2 separate regions of the Gossypium hirsutum genome follow, and region 1 is linked to region 2. The links are chromatin contacts, called in public Hi-C maps. All regions are on one chromosome and are shown on one strand. Each heading gives the region's core, a stretch centred on a gene start, on an enhancer-like site or on the middle of the called end of the contact. The rest is flanking DNA. Distances are from core to core; before and after follow the strand shown. Region 1 overlaps LOC121210134 (a long non-coding RNA gene). Region 2 has its middle 18 kb from the start of LOC121210121.

Evidence for each region. A called contact is a pair of places that touch in the nucleus more often than the background predicts.
Region 1: a Hi-C map of leaf shows a contact between it and region 2, with 1.7 times the contacts expected there. The contact joins two enhancer-like sites. A contact is called at or near these places in 2 of 34 Hi-C or Micro-C datasets (hypocotyl and leaf).

Annotation. Positions count from the first base shown.
Region 1 is chrA02:99,850,431-99,854,647 of Gossypium_hirsutum_v2.1, reverse strand. LOC121210134 (a long non-coding RNA gene) reads right to left here. Exons shown (of 4, transcript XR_005905250.1): 4 at 3,099-3,344. Among protein-coding and RNA genes, the nearest start is that of LOC121210138, 7.6 kb to the left of the region's middle. Within about 2 kb of position 2,622, at least 2 of the 9 cell types and tissues checked have an H3K27ac peak or open chromatin away from gene starts, as enhancers often do. A contact at or near this core is called in leaf, where this site is marked.
Region 2 is chrA02:99,714,693-99,719,026 of Gossypium_hirsutum_v2.1, reverse strand. No RefSeq gene overlaps it. Among protein-coding and RNA genes, the nearest start is that of LOC121210121, 18 kb to the right of the region's middle. Within about 2 kb of position 2,631, at least 3 of the 9 cell types and tissues checked have an H3K27ac peak or open chromatin away from gene starts, as enhancers often do. A contact at or near this core is called in leaf, where this site is marked.

The DNA of each region.
Region 1 (4,217 bases), core at 1,373-3,872, 140 kb before region 2:
TTTTATCTTTTAAGATATTCTATATAAAATTAATAAAAACTATAAATTATGAGATTTAAATCTAAGACATCTTGATTTTAAACATATAATCTTACCATTTTAATTAAAACTTATAATGAATATACTTTTTACATTTTTTCCACTCATATTGTGATTGTATTATAATCTAATATATTTTAAAGATATAAATACATGATTTCTAATATTCATTAATAACTATCGAAATTTCAAATTCATCATTATATAAAACATTTATTAAACCCACTAATTTCTTTTTGAGAGGATTGAAATTACAAGTACACTACAAGTATCAATGTATGTCTAACCAACTATAATTTAGAATTAACTCAATACAAAATATAATTAACAAAGAATCCGAAACAACCTAATCAAATAAAAAAACCAAAAGTACCCACACATGACACATGTGCAAGGTAAATATAAATGCTATATTTATATGTATTCAACTTTTTTAATCAATATTTTCTTTGAAATTGCAAACAATCAAATCTCAATTTAAAATATAATAAATAGTTAATTGAGTTTTAACTCGATTGGTATTGATATTGTTGCTAGTGTAGGAGGACATGGATTCGAGTGCGTTAAAACACATTATCCTCCTATTTAAGGATTGAGAAGGGGTTATTTATAGTTCTAAGCATTATACAAAAAAAACAGATATGATAGAAACCTAAAATGAGATTAATGCTAAAAAAAATAATAAATACTAGGAAAGCTTTGATATTCTACTTGTATTCAATCAAACAAAGAATGAAATTCAAAAAACCCAAATCACGTTTAAGAAAAAACAGAAACGAAACTTTGAAATTTTGTCTTAAAATACAAATAGGACATGAATATTAATCTGATTTATTTTTTTTTTATAAAATTCTTACAATTATTCTTAACCTTCTCAACCCTTAAATAAGAGGATAAATATGTTTTAGAGCGCTCGAACCCATGTCCTCTTTTTTCTTTAATGGGAAAATTGATTCATTCATTCCATGAATGGACTATACAATTTGGGGGGGGGGATAACAAACACTGACAATCAACGGTGAAGGACAAGTTTCACCAACACGATAAAGGCTTCAATCTTAGCATCAATAGAACATTATAGCACATTGGCAACTGGCTTTGTCACAACTCAAGTATGACATATCTGGAGTGATTATAAGCACCTATCACAATAAGGAAACCGACCACTAGATGGTCCAAAATGGCAAACAAAATCAACAAAAGAACCGAGCATCTACCAAATTGGAGAGGATGGCGACGAAACTATCCTTAAAATCACTTGCAAAAGCAAGACAACGTGCATAAGCAATACTAAAAAACTTATATAAGACAAGACAGAAACTTCTAAAATGGAAGGCTTATTAAACAATAGAAAACAAGACATAAAACTTAAGACAACACGAGTCTAAACCGACTTATAAAATAATTTATTATTCTGAAATACTCTCAGAGCAAAAATAGATTAAGAAGTTGACAAATAGCCACCATTCGAATATCTACAACAATCCACTTTCCAAGAGAAACTGTTAGTGACCAGTGAAGATTTAATAACGTCAGCCACCGTCGTTTGTCCATCACCAATTGTAAATACAATGAATATACCTACAAACTAAATTTACGAGCTGAAAAAAGAGAAAGCACATAGAATAAAAGAAGGGAAACAAATAAAAAAAATGATTAATAGGAGGGAAGAAAAGGCGGATAGTAATCTGACCGAAAGCTAACATCTCAATTTGTAAAACAAAGGAAAAGCAACTGCAAGAAAAGTTTTTAGATTATCGTTAGATTTACTTTTTTTTTAATAATTAAAAATATAGAGTAGACTTAAACGTAAATACTTTTGAACTATATTTTTACATGTGAATTTTTATTAGGGTTAACTAAGCAAAAAATAAAATATTTAAATACAAAATCTGTATGTGATAGTACTCTTCTTGCATAGTCATATTAGGTTCTTCAATTTGATATTAAACTAAATTAATTTTGAGTATAGTATACTCACATTCTAAAATAAAGACTATTCTATTTGGTCATCTCAAAATTTTTTGTAAAAACATCTTTAAATTTTAACAAAAAGGATAACAAAAAAATATCACATGTCAAATATTTAATGGATTAATTATTATATCAGTAATCTATTAAAAAAATAAAAATTTTAACAACGATAATTAATTCACTAATTATTGTATCAATAATCTATTAAAAAAACAAAAATTTTAACAACAATAACTAATTCATATAATCATTTTATTTAAAGTAACTAGATTGAGATACTTATTTTTAAACAAACAATAAGCAGCTTCAAAATAATATTTCACATGAAGTTTGGAAACGAGGGAGAGCCAACGAAGGAGGGGAGGAGAGTGTCAGTGGGGGGCTCGCAGTCCAACCAAAAACAATGACCTCATTCATACTCAGTGATTCACTCAGTGAGTCTGGCAGCAGTTGTCAAAGGAGACGACAGGAGTTAGCAGATAAAAAAGTAAGGAAAAGCACAGGGGTGTCGGGTGGGTGGGGTTTAAAGGCAGCTAAGCTAACCTAAAAGGCAGAGCTGAGAGTTGGATATTTTCAGGGTTCACACTTTCAAAGATTCGTCAACCATTTACCGTACCATTTCATCTTTTGCTTCTTTGGCCCGCTTCCCCACACTCACTGTACCCACATTATGTATCACGCGTTATTTACGTTATTCTAAAGTTTTGCGTAGCTATGTTAATAATTTAAAATTCATAAATATAGCCCAAGTGAATAATATTATTGTTTAAAATATAATTATATATAATATGTAAATATGTGATTACTTAATGAATATGAAAATAATTATATACTTTGTTACACCCAACTGTTGGGACCGAGCGGTAAGCTCACAAACAGTAAGAATAGATTTTTTAATAGAACTTTTTGTAGAAACTTTTCTGAGTCAATAGTTGAGCAGATCCCATTCATTAATGGTTACATTGGGATTTTATTATCATGTCATATCTAAAATGATATGATGTACATCATAGTACCACTCTACTTAAATTTATATTGTAATACCCTAAAATTCGATCTAGAAGGGCCACCAAAAGTAGCCGAAATAAAAATTTTAATTTATTCAAGAAAATTTTTTTGTTTATTATGTTTGAAACAATATTAAATCAGTATCAAACATTCAGAAATTAATCCACAGTTTTTAAAGTTTAGTCCACAATTTATATAATCGTCTTACAAACCGATTTAAAGTTTACCGTATAAAACTTATGAGATTTTACTTAAACCGAATCAAACCATATCTGTCTGAGTTCTCCGGTATGTCAAGTCCAACTTTAAAACACGGAAAGTACCTGAAAAGAAAGACACTACAAATATGAGCTACGCAAGCTCAATGTGAATCCGAAACATGAACAGATGGCAAAAGACAGAGTGACACAATAAATACTTCAGACAAGCATAGATATAAAAATGTCACTTACGAAAATCTCAATCAATATGTCAAATACATTATCAAATCACAGAAATGATGATCCAGTCATACACAATAATCAGAACATATCACATGACATTAACTATATTTTTCATAACCAAAAGATTACATAAACAGACAGAATGTTCTGACAAATAGACGTATATTAAGATGCGAACGGATGCACAATTCAAAATTCCACCCCACCAACCAAACACCACTTCGTCCATCTAACACACCACTTAAGGGCTATGGTAGGCCCGTCCACCATGCACACTATATAGAACCATAATAGCTTCATCCACCCTACACACCACAACGTGGAACTATGCCACTTAAGTAACTGTATACAGTTGAGCTGATATGCGTATAGGATAGTGCGATAAACCGCTGTACAAAAGTATCGCAGTTAAAACTGCTAAGTCTGTCTTCCTTCTCTTTATAACCAGATCCCAAAATTTTTGTGCTATGCAACAATGCACACATTACGCAGACAACATACAGAAAAGGACATTAACATTTCTAGTTGAACAGATTAAGATTTGATTACACTTGTATTCTAATATTTAGTTATGACAACAATAATGAACTCATACTTATTCATCACATAAACAAGCAATAAAATTAAAACCCATAAACGCACATATATACACGAACCAAACTAAATCGAGTCCCAAACACACTTACCGATGCTTGACTGGGGGTCGGATTACACAGACAAAAATCAGATAGTTTGACTCAACAAAAATTCTAC
Region 2 (4,334 bases), core at 1,382-3,881:
CGGTCACACTTTTTCATCTGTAACAAACTAACTGCATTTTCCAACAATAAGCCTAAGTAAAGAAGTAAAATTATTAAAAGACTCGCTAGAATCTGGACTAGCTAGCTACAGGCTTAAATACTAACCCAACAAAATTAAACTAAATATTCAGTAAAAATTTGGCTCATTGATTTTCCCATGCAGAAATACTTGCCTACAGAAGTGAATCCTTGTCCTCAAGGATTAAAATTTGGATACTTCTGCTGCAACTTATATAAGAACTCCCAAGTATCATCTTCAGGGAAAGTGTTTGTCCATTGCACCAACACTTCAGTCACTGCCCGGTTACCACATTTGGTCGTTATTCGAACTAAGATTTTCTCTGGTTCCTTAGCAAAGCTCCCATCTGCAGCTAAAATAGAAAGTTGCGGCTGAGTAAGAGTCGCTCCAATATGTTTCTTTAGTTGAGAAACATGAAATGAAAGGTGGACTCTCGACCCTTCTAGTAATTGCAGTGTATGGGCCAAAATATTTTGGCGAAAGCTTCGTACAAGGTCTATCAACCGTTGTTTGTTGACTATAAGTGCCGAGACAATTATATGACCAGTGCCACATGCAGTGTACATTGCATTTAGCATTGTGCAAGTTACTTGTCTTATTTTGTATTGATAATCTTAAACAAAATCTTTGTTGATATTTATAAACATGTGGTAGCTCTTTTTGAAGCAACATATCTTGAATATGGAATGAATCGGATCCCCTGAAATAAGGAGATTAGATTATATCTAAAGACTTTATTTTTGTTATCTCCACAGTATTTTAGATTTTATTAACCTTGCTTTAATTGCTACTTTAATAGGGTGACTGATTGTAACAGATCTAGTATGTTAACAAATTGAAATTAATATATATATGCTTGAGACTTGTATAGGTTATAACACTTATCTATTAATTGAGAAACTTGTATAAGTTATGCATTATGAGTTCTAATAATTATTTGTTCATTAAGGAACTTGTTGTAGTGAGTGTGCATCAAAGTGTGAACAAATGTGTTACTTGGTTTACAATCAAAGTTTTTAGGAAAAACATAGAGGAGAATGATATCTTTAAATGCAAATGTGAAATTAATATATTAGTGTTTATTAAAACTTGAATCACTTGATATACGAGATTAAAAGATGATGGATTTTTGATGGATTTTTATTAATAGTTGAAAGAAAAGCAAATGTTGTCAAAACTACCATTTGAGGATGTATTTAAACCCGGAGGTGGTTAAAAAAAAAGTTCACTTATCCTCTTGAATTTGATGAAAAATGCACCAAATCAGAATAAACCTATGTAGGACCTACTAAACATGACAAAATTTGTCATTTTTGGTACTTTAATTTTAGAATTTTAAAATTTTAATCTTCATATATTAATAATTATTAAATTCATTAAGTTTTGTTATTTTTAAAATTTGATGTATTAAATATGTTATCGTATATGTAATACTATGTTAACTTGTTATCTTCACATATTACTAAAAAACCAATTAATAGAATAAATGATTTTGTTTACATTAAAACTAAAATTCTGAAATTAAAAAAATAAAGTGACTAAATATTATCCAGTTAGAGAATATGGACTAAATCTCTAACTTTACGCGTAAATATAGGATTAATAGTAGAATTTAACCAAACAAATTTAATTGCTACCATTTGATCAACACTAAAATTTATAAATTTGAAAAGTATAGAGACTAAAACTGACCAATTCAAAAAGTATAAGAATTAAAATTAAAAGAATTAAAATTAATCAAATTAAAGTTGAATATTAAAATGTTAAAACTCCAAAACCTAGAATCAAGTTGACATGTGAATACAAAATCAAGAATGCAAATAGCAATACATAAAGTTGTATTGACTACTTAAAATAATTAAGGTTAAACTATGCTATTAATCCTTATATTTTATGAAATTTATGGATTTAGTCCCTATACTTTAAATTGGTCATTTTTAGTCATTGTACTTTTCAAATTTTAAAACTTCAATCCTCACAAACAATAAATGTTAAGTCATTAAGTTAAATTCTGTTATTCCCAAAATTTGATACAACAAACATATTATTTCAAATTAATCAAATTAAAATATAGAAACTAAATTCACTACTTTTACAAAATGAAAAGATTAATAATAAAATTTAACCAAGAATTAAATATTGTATAAACTTCTTGGTCCCTTGTCTACCCTTTTTCTTTTATATATATATATATATTAAATATATATATATTAAATATTTTATTAAGATGAGGCCATCCGTCAATTGAACACTTAATTATAAAATTATCAAAATAATCTTTAATATACAAATAAAATTATATTTTTATAATTTTTTATCACTTTCATATAATAAATCAATAAAAATTTAATTATAATAACATTTAAATACAAAACATGATACAAAATCTTAATCATTATAATAAAATCATAAATTAATTTTAATTTTTACAATTTTTTTACTTACATTAGGGTGTCTCATAAATCTAATTTTTATTATGTTATTATTACCAAGAAGGGCACGTTGTTTGCACGTGAGTCAAGGAGGCACGTTACTGCACAGTACTCCCACCTTGTTAGCGCGTGGCGTAGACTCGGTGCCTTTTACTGTTCCGTTAGCCTTTTTTAGTCATTACGCTTTTCTTGTTCCTCTGCGGTCGCTTGGAGTGTGTCGTGCATGGTTGACATGTAACACGATTGAGGTAGGCGCCACGCGTCTGCAAGGATCGTGATTTAAACACGCTTCTTGTCTCTACGATGTTGTACTTAAGTGTGTTCAAAACCACCGGAAGGGTTAATATCCAAAAGTCATAAAAGTTTTAATCGTTAATTAAATTAAAAAATTTTCAAAATATTTTAACTGATTGAAATAATTTACATTAATAGAAATTTTTACATGTTCTTTTTAAATAAATTTAAAACATGAAAAAAATTATCATTACAATATTATTTTTTTGTTTTTAATTCAAAAAAGCAAATAAAAACAATAAATAACACAATAACAACACTAATTTAAAACCATCATAATAAACACTACATCCAAAAAAAAACGAGACTTGAGTGATAATAAAAAAAAAATGAAAGTTTTGAAAATGAAAAAAAAAACCAACAAAAAAATCAAGAAGAATATAAGATGATTTGATGTCAAATAACGTCCGCCCAAACTTGAGTTTGACATGGAAACAAAAAAAAAGCTTCTCTTTCTTCAATTTTTTTTACTTATTTATTTATACTTTAATTTAAAAATATGTAAATCTATTATGATTTTAAATGCAGTGTATAAATCCAATTAGATTTAAATCTATTATTTAATTTTTATATTTTGACCTTATATAATATATTGGTCCTTTTTTATTATTAACAATTTTAAACTGAATTAATCGTTAATCAAAATTTAAAAAGCCTTAATCGATCAAAAAATAATTCTATTAAAACTAAATTGTGTACTAACTCGTGAATTTTGATCATTCGAAATCATTTGTTCGCTTAAAAATAATTTTCTTTTTTACTTTTTACTGTGATTTTTTTCTAAGAAAAATTCACATTACTATCAAATTAATTTTTCCAGGCTATTGAAAATAAACAGTGCTAACAATTGGGTTTAGTACCAGTAAAGGCTCATTCTCAAAATTATTTATGAATATGGGTCGTTTTTAAAAATAATAATGGGTTAGACTGAAAATTTAAAAATTCGCTAACATGGACACATTTTTAGTAGATAACACAAAAAAACACTTCCGCATTAGCGCTTTTTTCTTTATGCCAGACAAAAGCACACTTACGTAGACGCGCTTTACTAAAAAGCACTAACGAGGATTCGCTTTTGGCCATGTTTTCCCACAACGGTAAATTTTTTTTTTTTTAAAAAAGTATAAAACCTTGACCCATTTTTTCACACTAAACTTTATTATTCTTTTAAATTTCTCTCTAAATTTCTCAAAAAAACTCTCAAAGCTCTCTAAAATTTTTATTTTTGTTTGAATTATTATTATTTATACTTTCCAAGAAATTTCTCTTTAAACTCTAAACCATAAACAATTAAAAACCTAATACCACAATTTAAATTTTCCTAAACTCTAATCAAACCCTAAATCTAGGCTCTAATTAGCAAATAACCCACCGGAGATTACACAGTCAAAAGTACGTTCACGTCAGCGCGCTTTTGCCTGAAAGAAAAAAAAACGCTGATGTAGAAATATATTTTTGCATTATCACTTGAAAATATGTTCACATCAGCGCATTTTTAAAATTTTAATCTATCCCATTTTTATTTTTAAAAGCGGTTGATTTCCGTAAATAATTTCGAAAAGAAACCTT